Linked DNA regions of Anas platyrhynchos: region 1 is linked to region 2. A link is a contact called in public Hi-C data. All regions are on one chromosome and are shown on one strand. Each heading gives the region's core, a stretch centred on a gene start, on an enhancer-like site or on the middle of the called end of the contact. The rest is flanking DNA. Distances are from core to core; before and after follow the strand shown.

The links. A called contact is a pair of places that touch in the nucleus more often than the background predicts.
Region 1: a Hi-C map of F5 follicle shows a contact between it and region 2, with 3 times the contacts expected there. The contact joins the promoter of MAFB here to the enhancer-like site in region 2. A contact is called at or near these places in 3 of 8 Hi-C or Micro-C datasets (F1 follicle, F5 follicle and subcutaneous adipose tissue).

Annotation. Positions count from the first base shown.
Region 1 is chr21:8,170,582-8,177,903 of IASCAAS_PekinDuck_T2T, forward strand. It overlaps MAFB (MAF bZIP transcription factor B), which reads right to left and starts at 4,121. Exons shown (of 1, transcript XM_005012046.5): 1 at 438-4,121. The coding sequence starts at 3,436. The coding sequence ends at 2,501.
Region 2 is chr21:7,630,300-7,637,422 of IASCAAS_PekinDuck_T2T, forward strand. All of the region lies in intron 2 of LOC119713012, which reads left to right. Among named protein-coding and RNA genes, the nearest start is that of TRNAG-UCC, 110 kb to the left of the region's middle. Within about 2 kb of position 4,407, at least 3 of the 8 cell types and tissues checked have an H3K27ac peak or open chromatin away from gene starts, as enhancers often do. A contact at or near this core is called in F1 follicle and F5 follicle, where this site is marked.

The sequences.
Region 1 (7,322 bases), core at 2,871-5,370, 540 kb after region 2:
AGACTTGGCTAAGTCCTCTCCTTTTTTTTTTTTTTTTAAATGTAAAAAGGGGAGAAAAAAAAATCACTCAAGTGCTTGCACTTTCCCTTCACTCCCTCCCCGGAGCCACTCAGGCCAGAGGGGCCGCAGCGGGCAGGGATGCAGCCGAGCCCGGCGCGGTGCTCTGCGGGTGGGATGCTGGGGCAAGGCGGGGAGAATGCAGGGGGGGTGCTGGGGGGCAGCAGGGGAAGGAGCCGGGACCCTGCGGGCAGGAGGCAGCAGCGATCCCGAGCCGCCGCAGCAGCTGCGCAAAGCCCCATTTAAAGCCCAGCGGCGGGCGGCTGCCTTGGCTGGACAGCAGTCGGAGGATAGGTTAAGGTCCAACAGTTTTTCTTCCTTCTTTTTTTTTTTTTTTTTCCGGAACACGAGACGTCAGAGAAGCAGGTCTCTCCAAGAAATGCCATTTCAATGATTTTAATAAGCAAAATAGGAAACAATTTTAATAACCAAAAACAGAAACCAGTCTGAATAAAACTACAATAGACCAGGTTTTTTAATATTTTTCATATCATAAGCAGGATTTGAAATTGATCCCTTCAGAACTTTACATGAAATAAAAACAATTTTTTTCCGCTGCTGCAATGTTTTGATTTCAACACAGTTGAATCAGTAAAAACCAAAGATCGTTTTCTGATGCATGACTAATATCCACAATATTTAAAACTGCAAGCACCATGCTGTTCATTACAATCTTGTTATTACTGTTAATTTATAAACTAATACAAACTTAAAATGCATCCGGCCAGCAGTGCCAGCTATCCTAAAAGGAAACTAAAAAATAAGTTTTCATTTTGGTATTTTTGTCAGTGCAACGTAAATCCTTTTACTGACCTGCAGGAGGAAAAAAAAAAAAGTAATAAAAACACCCATAAGACTCCCAACTACTACTACTATACAACTGCAAATAAATTTTGGCTAAAACTTTCACTCGCTGCGTAGGGAAGCAGAGAAGCAGATTACAAATCATTGCAAAAGAATACACTTAAAAGTTGCAGTATGTCTTCTCAAATAAAAGTTTTAGTTTTATATGCTTTTCCAGCCCACTCATCTACTGCTACCATTGAGAAACCTAACTCCATGGGGACACGGACCACTTGCTGCCGTGCGACTTGCCTCGTAACCAGGAGGGTGGCTTTTTCCCTATTTACTGAAAATGCAGGGGCAGCTTTTTCTGAAAAGGAAAATATGTCTCGTCCATCCCTCGTTTCCTGAGTTTACAATCAGAAGGGAGGCTGCATGGCCAGGTCTAACCACTACAGGCTGGGAATCGTCCTGAAGGAAAGAGCTTCGCTGCCACTTTAAGGCATGCAGTAGGCTCTAGTGACCGATGAGAGTTTTTCCCTCTTAAGTTTAGGTTTGTCAATGCCATTCAGGCGTTTTATCTTCTGCCCCAACAAACAAAAACCAAAATGAAAACTAAAAAAAATACAACTTAAAAGTGCACCAGATATACAAAGTTTTTTTTTTCTCCTTTTTTTTTTTTTGAATGCAAAATGCCCATAACTTCTTTTTAAGTATCTCTTTAATACCAAACAAACCGTATAACCAGCCTGCTGAAATGTTGTTTTTGTTTTTTGTTTTTCCTGTGCGGTTTGAAGTAGCAGATATTTACAAGCTAACAACCATAAAAGAAAAATAAGAGCAAAACCAACGAACAAAACTGCACAAGCAGTAAAAAGTTTTGATAACTTGTGATGCTTTTCTTATCGATGAAACAAAACAACAACAGAAATCTATGATCGATGATCAACATGCTAAAGTTAAACAAGAAAATGGTACAAAATAGAAATTATTACCATACATGTCCAGCATGCAGGATTAATATTTTTAATGCAGATTTTCGTATTTTTCTATATAATCAAGCAGGCAATAAAACTGATGAGTTTTTCTTTCTTTCCTTTCTTAGATTGAATGTCCCATCTGAGTCCTGTAACTTATTTCTCAAAGCAGGCAATATATGAAGAGTTTGCATATATTGTCCTTTTTATTTATTCTCTTTTTCCAAGCAGGTAAATTGTGCATGAGATGGTGCTGTATATGTCCTCTCTTTCCGAGCAGACAGTATGTTATAGATGGCTTGTTCATTGTCCTTTTTTATTATTATTCTCTTAAAGTCCATCTTGTTCTGCAAGCAAGCGATCTATAAAACGCTTCACTTGTCCTTTCCTCCTTTGCCTCTGCCTCGGTCCCTCTCTCTAACTCACAAACGAAAGTCAAAAAGTTGCACTTTACCTCTCCCGTCCCCACCCCCAGCCTACTTTTCCCACAGCTAATCTAGAAGTTTGGATGCTGCAAAAAAATCAAGTCTCTATTTTTCTCTCCTTCTTTCTCTCTAGTCAAGCAGACAGATGGATGAAGATGTCAGAAGAGGATGGGAGCGGGGGGGAAGGTGATGGGGGTCGGGATTCAGGTGTGGGGTAGGTTTTTTTTGTTTTGTTTTTTAATTATTTTTGTTAAGCACTCACATGAAGAACTCAGGGGAAGACGGGTTGTCACTGGTGGAGCCGGCCTCTCTGAAGCCATTGCTGGCAAGTTTCTCACACTTGAGCTTGTAGGCGTCTCTCTCTCTGGCGAGCCGGGTCACTTCTTGCTTGAGCTGTTCCACCTGCTGAATGAGCTGGGTCTTTTCATTCTCCAGGTGGTGTTTCTGCTGGACACGTTTGTACCTGCAGGACTGGGCATAGCCCCTGTTCTTCAAGGTCCTCCTCTTCTGCTTGAGGCGGATCACCTCGTCTTTGGTGAAGCCTCGGAGGTGCCTGTTGAGCTCCCTCACGGACATGGAGACCAGCTGGTCATCGGAGAACCGGTCTTCCACGCTGCTGGAGGGGGGATGCTGCTGGTGCGAGTTCTGGAGCTGCTGGGAGGAGTTGGAGGAGGTGGAAGGGGTGGGAGAGGCCTGGTGGTGGTGATGATGGTGGTGATGAGGGTGCCCGCTGCCGGCCAGGTCTTCATGAGTGACCGCGGGGTACTGGTGGTGGTGTTGGTGATGGTGATGATGATGATGGTGGTGGGCCCGGAAGCTCTCAAAGCCTTGCAGCTGCTGGGACACCTGGTGGGACCCAATGAGGGCTTCAACCGCGTCCTCCGGGGTGAGGTTCAGCGCCTCGGGGTTCATCTGCTGGTAGCTGTTGGCCATCCAGTACAGGTCCTCCAAGTGGGTCTTCTGCTCGGTAGGGCTGAAGCTGGGCGAGGAGGGCACAGAGCTGCAGGGAGTGCTGATGGGGGTGGACGAGACGGAGCCGGCAGGCTGCAGGCGGGTGCAGTGCCTGCCCGAGCGGTCGTTCCTGCCCAGGGGCTCCTTCTTCACGTCGAACTTCATCAGGTCGAAGTCGTTGACATACTCCATGGCCAGGGGGCTGGTGGGCAGCTCGGCTCCGATGCTGAGCTCTCCGGCCATCGCTGTCTTGGGGGCACCTCTCCGGGCGGAGGGGGCTGGAGACCTCACTCCAGCGTGCAGCCTGGCAGAGGGCTGCCCGCTCTCCTTTACTCCAAAGAAACTTGGCCTCGGCTTCCTCGCTTTCCTTTCCGCCGCTCCCCCCTCGGCCGCCTCCTTCTCCCGGCTTCTTGGGGCTTCTCGTTTCGGAGCAACAAAGCCCGAGGACGCCCGGCCGCCTGCTGCCTTTCGGTGCGGGCTCGCAGCGCACGGCGGGCTGCGGCAGCTCCTAGCACTCAGCCGCCGGGCTGCACGCCGAAAGGAGCAGCGGCAGCAGCAGGAGGGCAAAAGCAAAGCAAAACAAAGATGCTGCCTCCGGGTCGGCGCTGGAAGAAGGCCGGTGCGCGGCGTCTAACCCGTGCCCCCGTCCGCGGTTTGTAAGTCCGGAGCCTCTCCTCTCCCCGCAGCCGCGGAGCTCCGCAGCCTGCCGCAACTTTCCAGCCCGAGCGCGCTTCGGGCTTTGCACGGGAGTTTTCGGCGGAGCAGGGGAAGGGGAGGAGGGAAGAGGGAGGGGAAGGAAGGAGGAGAAAAAGGCGAAAAAAAAAAAAAGGAGAAAAGGGGGGACGAGGGGAGGAAAAAAAAAAAAAAAAAAAACAAAAAACAGGGCTCCGCTGGTAGCTGCCGCCTCCAGCGCTCGTTGTGCAGCTGTGCTTCGCAGCGCAGCCCCCCTTGGCTTCTTATACGGCCGTGCCCGCCGACAGCGCGGCGGGGGCCGGGGCCGGCGGCGGCCTCGCCAATGGCAGAGCGGCGGCGGGGCCGGGCCGAGCCGGGCCGGGCCGGGCCGGGCTGGGCGGCAGCGGCGGGGGCGGCGGGGGCGGGCGGCGCCGTGACAGCTCCGCAGCGCCAGCTGAGCGGCCGCCGCTCCCAGCCCCGCTCCTCCCGGTGCTCCCCCCTCCCGCGCCACCGCCTCTTTTATTTATTTATTCTTATTTATTCTCTTCCCCCCCCACCCCCCCTCCTCTCACCCCTCTCCGTTCGTTTTCGGCCTCGGCAATCCGCAAAGGAGGAGGGCTCGGGGCCATCCTGCCCGTCCCTTTGTTCTAAATATAACAAAGTCCCTTCGTGCCCGCTGCCGGCCCGGAGCGAATTGCGAGCGGTCAGCTTACCCCCAGCCCCCGCACACGCGGAGCCGCTTCCAACTTTATGGAAACGGCCCCGGTGCGAGGGCAGCGCGGGGAAATGCCCCAAAATGCCCCGAACGCGCCCCGGGTCCGGCCGGCAGCGAGCGCGGGGCCGCGGGAGGTGCCCGGGGAGATGCGCGGGGAGCGGGGCTCGGCGGGGCTGACAGCTCTGCTCCGACAGCCGGGGAAACCCTCCCGGTGACGGGAAGCAAATCTCTCCCTAAAGTAAAGCAAAGGCATTGACACAGACAATTGCAAATACTGGGGAGAGAAGGGAGAAAATAGAATTACATTTCAGTTCTGAGGGGACCGTGTTTGCTTTCCTCCGCTCTTCCCCGAGTAAGTGACTGCATGCAAACGAGTACTCGACTTGTAAGGTTTTTTGGATTCTTTTTTTTTTTTTTTTTTTGGTCCGGTAACAGGATTTTCTTTTTTTTTTTTTTTTTTGAACATTTTGTAACGATTAAGGGAGATTAAGGCTTCTTTTTACACTGTTTTTACGCTCAAACAGACAGAAAGTGCGACCCCAAGTGTCCTTTTGGAGAATAACAGCCACATTTCACGGGGAAAAAAACACCCGGGAAAAAAAAAAAAGGAGCGGGGCTGCGCCCACCCTGCCCGGCCGCTCCGGACCTGCGGCTCCTCAGCATCCCAAATCCCCCCAATCTAATTTATTTACCTCCCCCTAAAAACAAACAAACAAACAAACAATCAAACAAAAAGTTTTAAATCCTTTTTCTGTTTAGAAATTAATTAGAAAGGAACTGCCTTTCTGGTGCTGGGACAGAGAAAACGTCGCGAAAGTCCCCAAGCGGAGTCCCCCGGCGGTCCCTCCCTGCCGGACCCGAGGCCGTACGGGGGCGATGCCCGCAGCCTGGCCCCATTTGTCCCGCTGCCCCACAGCCCGGTAGGGAACCGCGGGGGCAAAGCCACGCAAAGTGCTCCCTTCCCCGAAAAGTTGCGGGTGGGACACCGGCAGCGCGATGGAGGGGGGACGTGGGAACCGGGGGTGGGGGTGGAACTGGATAAAATGCCCCTTTTTATTATTATTGCAGGCGCTCCAGGGCTCAGTTTTGTGCGGCAATGCGCGGAAAGGCCACCTGGTCTGCATTTTCCTCCCGAGCTTTGGAGGGCATTTAACTCCCGGTACGGCACCGCCTGGGATCGGTGCACGTCGGTGCGCTCCGCACCCGCCGGCAATGCCCACGCGTGATTTTTCTGGGGCTGATTGAGCCCCTCCGGACCCCGATCCCGGCCGAGAAGAGGCTGCCCCCCGGGGAGCAGCAGCCCGCCCTTGGCTGTCTCCTGCTCCTTGAGTGTGCGCGAACACGCGTGGGACACCCCTTGCCGGGACACCCCCCACCTTCCCCGTGCACTCCCCGCCGGTAACGCGTGGGAGCTGCGGGCTCCGCACGGGCACCGCGCCCCTGGGTTCCCAGCGGTGCCAAATCGGGGAAATCGCCGGGTTTTGGCCGGTAACGAGCGGCACGGAGAGGCGGAGAGCCGCGCGGTGCCCCGCCGGGGAGAGGCCGGGGCCGGGCGTGGGGGCAGAGCGGAGAGGGACAGGAGCTGCGTGGTCCCCGTCCCGCAACCGCTGCCTCCCCGGAGGCTGGGGGAGAGCCGGCAGCGTCCCTCGGAGGCCCGCAACAGTTATTATTTATGAGGTCCTGGAAAGTACATGGCTAGAGCTTTATTTTTACCTACACATTAAACGGTATCGTGGGCAGGGATGTCGCCCAGCAGAGGGAAAGGGGACCCTGGCGAGCGCTCGGGAAGCTCAGAGGCAGCCCTGAAAAAATGTGCCATTAGATGGATAATACTTCTTTTCTTTTTTTTTTTTTTTTTCCTGTCATAATTACTGAGGTATATTCACAAGGTGGAGCTACTGAAAGGCGGAGGAAGCATTGATCTGATTATCTCCTTGTCCGTACACACTCTGTCTCTTCTTAATCTTTTAAGCCGTGAATTGCAGACCGGTTCTGCGTGTCCATCATCATCGTCATAAAATTTCGGGGCACTTTCTGGGTCCATTTATTTGCTCTTCCATCCCTCGTTCCCCTCCAGAAAATATATCCCGCAAAACTTGCGGCGTTACACGGCTGGCTAAAAAACGAACCGCTTTGTGCCCGGAATCCCCGCTTAAAGGCCGATTTTGTTTCTTGTAATGTTTTTAATTCAACCAACAAAGGTTATTCTCCCTGGGATTTGTACGTTAGGGGGATCATCCTCCGTCCGATACATTTTATTTTATTTTAATTTTTTAATAAGGACTGGGGAAGAAATAATGTTACTGGAGGAGAAGAAGAGGATTCCTGGGCTGAGCAGCCCGGGCAGAGTTTCCCTTCCTTGGGGCCAAGCTGCCGCACCGCGGGGCCGGGCGGCCGCGGGGATGCGCGCAGAGGGGGCTCCGCGCATCCCCGGCCCTACGCGGCCGCCCGCACCCGAGGGGGCTCCGCGGGGCGAGCGGCTTACAGCGGCGAGTCCCATCTCTCCGTCCCTCCGTCCCTCCATTCCTCCGTTCCTCCGTCCCTCCGTCCCTCTGTCCCTCCGCTCCCCGCTCCGCACCCGCGGAGGCAGCGCCCCGCCGCTGGTGGCGGGGGACAGGCACCACCTGCCCCAGGTGGTCGTGATTTTTTGGTTAATCGCGACCTACCCCCGACACCCAAAACTCCCTACTCCCTGCCACTCGAGCGGCTTTAATTTTTTTTCCTCCTCTCTGTTTTTCAAGA
Region 2 (7,123 bases), core at 3,157-5,656:
ATTGATTTTTCGGCTTTTTGCCTAAAAAATATAATCCTAAAGCAGAAGCAGACAGTTGAAGCGTTTGCATGAGTGAGAAATCCTTTAAGAGAACTTAGGTTGGACATTTGAATTGAGACCTGTGAGTAGAGAACATTTTTTTCACCTCAGATTTAGACATAAAAAAGGTGATCTCCATGATCCAAAGGCAAATAAATACAAGCTTTTTTTTTTCTTTTCTATTTTGTGTGTGTGTTGTTGCTTTTAACATCTTGAAGTCTTTGCAACTACCTCAGGCTCCATGAAAGTTAAGATTTCTGACTTCTGCATTTTGAAGTATTGCAGGGCGGTCAATACCTTTAAGGATCAATAGCACGGAGGCACAGGAATGAAGGAGGGCAGCTCCAAAGCAAGTGAGGCAAGAAGCAGAGATGGGTGGGAACCGGCCTCTGCTGGATCTTAGCTGGGTTTCTGAACCACAGGACTAAAGAGTGGTCTCATAATGATTGCTCCCAGAGAAGACCCTTCCCTGAATATCTGTTTCCACCACCACCTAATAGGCAAGGCTTATTTCAGAATTCTATTCCAGCTCATTTAAGTTTAGGGACCTTCCCTGTTGCTCATTAATCTCAAGGAAAAATGCAGATGAGAGAAGTTCAGTCGGTGTGCAGCCTCTCCAGATGAGTCTGGGAAAGGTCTTTTCTTTCCTCCTGCTGGCTGAAGGTCAGGAGCCGTGGCTGTATTAAAACTCCTCAGCAGAGCAGGACCCAATTACACCGTCCTTTGTAAGGGCTGGAGACTGCGAGACCATTACTATTGGGTGGGAAGAGCTGGATCTCTCCATAATTTGGTGGGAGATGAGAAACGATCAGAGAACACTGACTGGTGTTTGAAATGGAGTAGGGAAGGAAGGGGCTTTTGCTTTTAATGAAACTGTCACAGCTGCTTTGGGATTCAGCCTGCCGCCCTCTCTTGAAAATAGTACAGGATTGTCCATTAGTGGCACATAGCACTGCAATAAAATTTATGAAAATTATTTATTGCTACATCAAGCTGTATAATTCCTTCTTATAAAGCAAGATATAGCAGAAATGGGGTAAAGGTCAAGCGTTTAGCATTTAGTTCCCAAGTACTATGGCCTTACTTAATGTGAAATGTATCTTTTCAATTAAGAGTAGAAGATAATGAAGTTTATGACAGACCTTATTTTTTCCCATGGTGTTGGATAGCCTGGGCCTGGCCGCAGGGCAAGACATCTCCAATTCACGGAAACTTCAGCTTTGCTGCACGGTGTTTTAGTTCGCCTGTGTTCAGATCATGGTGTCTCTGTTGGGCAGTCCTTGTCCCCTGGATGTGCAGGAGCTCAGGTGGGTAGTTAATCCCGGCAGGTGAAAGCCTCCTCTTGCTGTGGTCAATGGGAATTTTGCCACTGACTTGTTACAGAGTCTGGATTTCAGCCCTAATGTTCTCGGAGAGATATTGATTATATTTGGTGGAAAACACAACAAGGCATTTTATCAGAAAAACAAGCACGAATGTGCAAATAAAAACGCAGAGATAATAAAGGTCAAAGCTGTTTAATGGGCCTTCATAAAGTTATGTACCACTTAAATCCTAATTAACTCCTATTTTGGGCATTTCAGTGGGATTTAAGAAATAGGCTTGTGGAGAACCTCTGCACAGGGTTGAAATTCAACCTTCACAACGAAAATGGGAGGAGGTTAGTTTACATTAGGCATCTGCGTATTTTGTTCCCAAAGTAGCATTTAGGAAAATGGCCACAACCAGCACATGCTGTGTTACAGCCAGCAATTTAATCTGCAGGCACGAATGTATAAAATGCGTGATAGCACGAAGTTTGCACTGCTGTGAGTGTTGTATAATGGAAGTGCTCAGGAAAGCCAGCAGGCTGAGCAACAAGTGGCATTTCAACCCTCTGAGTTTACCACAGCCTCACGTATTTTACGGGCTGGATATTTTTCTTAAGTTTCTTGTATTTCAAATGCTTTAATTATCATGGAAACAATGAGGCTGCATTAGTATGGGTGGAGCTGAGCGGTGTTACTACAATGCAGGGGAAAAAAAATCCATTTATTCTGTGGCTTACAATTTATTTCATGGTTGGTGAAATATCAGTTTATGTGATGATTATGTTACCAAGTATGTGGTATACTGCCTCTGTGTCTAATATAAACAAGTGCTGTATATGGGCTGCACGTGTGGTTATAATGTGATTGTGTGGTATGGCACTGAGATTTGTATCGTGTTTGGGCTGGTCACATTACTCACCCATGGAGACTTTCCTTTTGGTCAAAATCATAGTATCTGTGCAGGTCATCCCGAATGAATGTGAGCAAAACCTACGTGCCACAAGTCTGTCGTCACATATTCCACAGCTGGCACACGTGAGTAGTCGCATTATAGGTTTAATGTTTGCTGAGTCCTTAAAAGTACTCCGGGGACCCTACCTGGAAGGGCTGACTTCTGCATTGTCAGAAGTCCCATGGAACAAACTGTTGAGAAAACCAAGATAATTTCTTTATAGAGAAAGACTAACCAGAGGTTCTTGATGAGAGGAACACTGGGCTGTAGAAATACTAGCTTGATGTTTCTCTGGGCCGTATCCAGATCTTTTGGCAATACAGATGTGACTTGTCTGTGCCTTCTTGAAAGTGAGCAGGGAATTTGCTCTGTCCAGTAGCACATTTAGGTCACAAAATACTAGACCTCTTTCCGCACTAATCCTGCCATCCTTGTCATCTGTTTACTGAGCTTGTACCGCAGAAAAAAATATTTTCAGAGTTGAACCTCAAGAGTAGAAGTGCTTCTACTCATTTCAGCCTCAGTGCCAGGCTACTGGTGATGCATTCAGAGTTGTAAGGTCAAAGACGAGATGGGATGCCTCCCTTCCTACCCTACCAAAGCCAGCAGAAGAGCTGTCAATGCACAAGAGCTTGTGCATTTTTTTTGTGCTCCCAAAGACTTTCCCTCCCCCAGCACACTGTTTTGAAGGCTAACTCAGCAGGCAGACTGTGATGGGAGTTTGGGCCAGGTGGGACTAGTGGCCCCATCACAAAGTCTCTTTGAATAGTCACTGATCTGCCTTTGGTGAGTTGGGGGAGGAAGGAAGGAGGAATGGACAGAACAGGTTTTTTCCTTCCTAGCAGGCAGATAAATGTTACTGTCTTGAGATGGCATTTCAGTCTCTCCTCTTAGTCAAATTCCCTCCCCCCATTCTTCCTTCAGCTTTAATATCTAGGTTTGTCTGATTTTAAACTGGGTTATTTGAATGTCAAACTTTCAATAACACTTTAATAGAGGTGTCCATTAACCCATGCTAAATTACAGCAGAACATCTCTGGAAATACATGTGACATCCACATGAATACCAAATGAATTCATTAGGATCAGTGCTATTACAATGAATACCAAATGAAACCCACAATGATGGGGACATCATCTTCCTGTGAATAACCGACAGTGTTCCTTTGGCACTAGTCAAACACATCAGCTGTTTGTTTCCACTGATGAGAGGTGGCAGACTAGGTTTTGGTTAGATAAACAAATGATGACACCAATAATCACTTAGTTGGTGGCTGTAATGCTTAATAATCACATCCTGCTATCACACGCACGAGAAGCGGTGCTGCACGTTTTATGCATAATGAATCCCAAACACTTCATAAAAGGTGATAACTTTCTTTGACCACTGAATATATTATTTATAAAAGTGCTCCATTCCCTTCCCCCTCCCACCCTTGGAGATCCTTTTAAATTTTTTTTTATCATGTAGACTACACTGGTAGCTCTTCTTAGACTATGAGGTCTTTTCTTATACATAATTTATAAAACAATTTACAAGTGATTTATTTTTAGCAATAAGATAAAACACGGTGTGAAGGGTTTTGCCAACAGAGATATTGACGGTTGGGGAGTAATACTCATGGAGGAGCCTGGGGTCAAGTGAAATTTATTTTTCAGGTTTCCCCTGAGGTGGACCTTAAGGAGACTGCGTTCGTGCTCATTTACATAGTGTGTTAAATAGGCGCACTGCTAAAATTGCATGGCGTTGTATGGCGCCGTGTTCTGGATGGCCTTGAAAAATATCCTTTAACTGAACATATTGGTAGTTAGATCTCGTTGATAGATACAATAAGAGTGTCATTTTTGGATTTTGCCTGCCTTAATGACTGGCTCCTTCTGGCTGGAGCCCTGCTGAGTGGTGGAGCTGCTCTTGTCCACCTAGATGATGTCAAGTCCTGGTTTCTAACACAACTCGTTGAGGAAAGGGGAGGGACTGTGCTGTCTCCTCTCTCCCAGGAGATGGCAGTGTTTAAGAGCATTAGCAGAGCGTCTTGCAAGTCATTAACCTCATGTCCTTGCACCAACCCTGGTTCTCAACAATCGGTAATTCACAAATATCAGGATAGCAGGCTAATGCAAGGAGAAATGTGGCTTGACCCAAGGATGGAGAGCAGGCTGTGTTACAACAGACCTCTTTATATCAGCTGTGGTGGTCTTTGGTATGAATTAGTTATTGTTTGGGGCTAGCATGTAACAAGATGTTCAGAGATGTTGACCTTGCAGCTTTGTACGCTGCACTAGCTCGAACTGGCATTCTCTCGTGCTACATCTTGTTTCACTTCAGCTGAGGTTTTCTGAAGAAACAAAAAAAAAAAAAAGCTCATTTCTAAGAGGACTTTGTCTTGGAGAACTGGTAACCAACATAGCACAAAACGTAATGAGCATCAGTGCCCATATCTGCTCATTTGATAACCACTGAATTAACTTGTAGCCTTTCCCAGTTTCTTCGAAGAGGTGTTGGGAACAAATTGCCAGTGCTCATTTGCTGTGTAAAAATAACTGTTCAAAATTACCTGCTGGGTTCACCAACTGGTGGCTGGCAGAAGTGGAGCTACAGGCTGGGTTTCTGGCACTGTAGGTTGCACAGTCATGTCTAAGTGTGGGATATGCCACCTAATCGGCGTGCTGCTTCTTTCCTGGCATGCTCAGAGAGCTTTTTCATCTGGGTTTGTACCTGGCTGTGTAAGACAATGGAGAAGACGACTCAAATCTCTTGGTCTCTGTTTTCTGTGCAACAAACCGAGCTGCTTCTGACTGTTGCATGTCTGAGCTGGGGAAATGCATAGCTTCTGCAGCCCTCTTCCTGGACGGTCAGCCAGAAGGATAGGCATATTGCTAAGGTGAGAAGGCATAAAGTGAGAATACAGAGACTGGGGATGCTCAGCCATTTTGGGGGCCCGGTAGGGGAAAAAAAAAAACACTGAGAAGGAAGCTGGATGTACAGGCTGGGCTATTCTGAGTGTGCTTTGCTGCAGGATTCCTCCTGTGCTCTCCACCCTGCAGTTTGTCTTGCCGTGTGCTCTTGGTATATCACCGAGGTCTGCCTTGTGCAATCCTGGCCTTGGAGCCGTTCAGCCTATACTCCTAGGGAACTAATTCCACAGTAAACTATTTGTTTTAAATTAGTATCTACAAAGTTGACTCCTTGAACAGCGCGGACTTTGATTCAGGGAGACTGGGGACACACACCCTGGAAAACTGTAAATGCAGGCACTGCCTGCCTGTGCATCCAGAATTCAACAGAGTTGTCAGATAACGCATGAGAGATGGTTAATAATAAATTAAAAACATCACAGCCACGGGGAAACTGCATCTCTCCCCTCCCCCCAAACTCCCCCTCTCTTTTGCTTTTTTCCTACCCCATGGGCTTAATCAGCATCAAAGAGGAACAAATCCAATAAAATGTTTCCCTGAGCCAGGAACCAGCCTGAACTGGATATGCGCACACCAGCCTCTCCTCCTCTCCCCCGACTGCCAGCCCCTTCTCAAAACAGCTGACAGTCGAGGTGAGGATAGAACAAAGGAAGAGATGGGGAATGGTAAATCAGAGACACCCCCCCCAGTCCCTCATCTGGTGTCGGAGAGCTCTGATAGTCCTCCCGTGCTTTTCGGCTACCAGTTCAGAAAGCTTTTCCATCTCCCAGCGTGGCTTTTATCCCACAAAGAGATGTAGGGGGAGGTGAAAAGGGGACAGCCTTTGTTCATCTCTACTTACGCCCCCCTTTTAAAGTAGAATTCAAACAAAAGCCCTCCTGACAAAGTGTGGCGGGACGGATCCGCACACCTGCTGCACCTCAGAGGGTTTTGCTTGGCTGAGAGCGAGCACTGCAGTGCTGGGAGCGCTGCCAGGAGCTGGGGAGGGTCTGTGCTATGGCCCCCTCCCTCCCCACCCTGCCACCCAGGCTCCTCTTGTGCAGGAGCCTCTCTTCAGGGCTGCGGGAGAACCAGAAGGTGTTGGGCCAGATCTCCAAGGGGCGAGGTTTGCTGTGGCTGTATGTGCAGTCAGTGGGGCTGATGTTGCTTTTGTGCAGCTCAGAATGCAGCTGAAAGCATCCACCTGTCTTGTGTGTGAATACTCCAGTAGTGCTTATGGCACCACGAGGTTACAATAAAATAATAATTAAAAAAAGAAAGTAAAAGGGGAGGTGGTTAACAGGAAGACCTAAGGAGAAGGTGGCCTCAGCAAGTTCTTTGCTTTGTGCCGCTCTTTGCAGATCGCTGCTCTGGGTATGCCTGTGTCCCCCCAGGCCATAATATCTAAGCACTTCCTAATTATTAATATTGTGAGTGCATCTTCTCTGTAGCCTTGGAGAGAGTTGCCATCGTTTCTGTCTCAGAGATGAAAACTGGAGCACGGAGGAAGGCAGGCTTTGCTCATGGCCATGCCTAAAAGCCTGTGGCGGAGTTAGGAAGTGAACCCACCTAACTCAGGCTGTGCTCTGTCAGATCGTAGCCAGAAGAACAACCCTGCCATAGGCATGGCTGTGGGAGCATTGTGGGAGCAATTTGGGCATTTGTGTCTGCTCTGTGCTGAGTTCAACTTCCTAAACCTCCCCTGCTGGATTAGAGTGTAACCAGGCTAATGGTGGAGATTTCGAGTAGCTGACAGCGCTGTCTGCCAGTATAATGAACGCTTGGGCAGCGGGCACTTCATAACCCCAAAAGTTTCTTTTCTTTCATAACCCAAAAGGTCATGCATTTTGCCCATGCAAACATCTTTCAGAACGTGAAAACCTTAAAAACCTCGTCGTGTTCGGTGTATGTCACACGAAAGATTCTT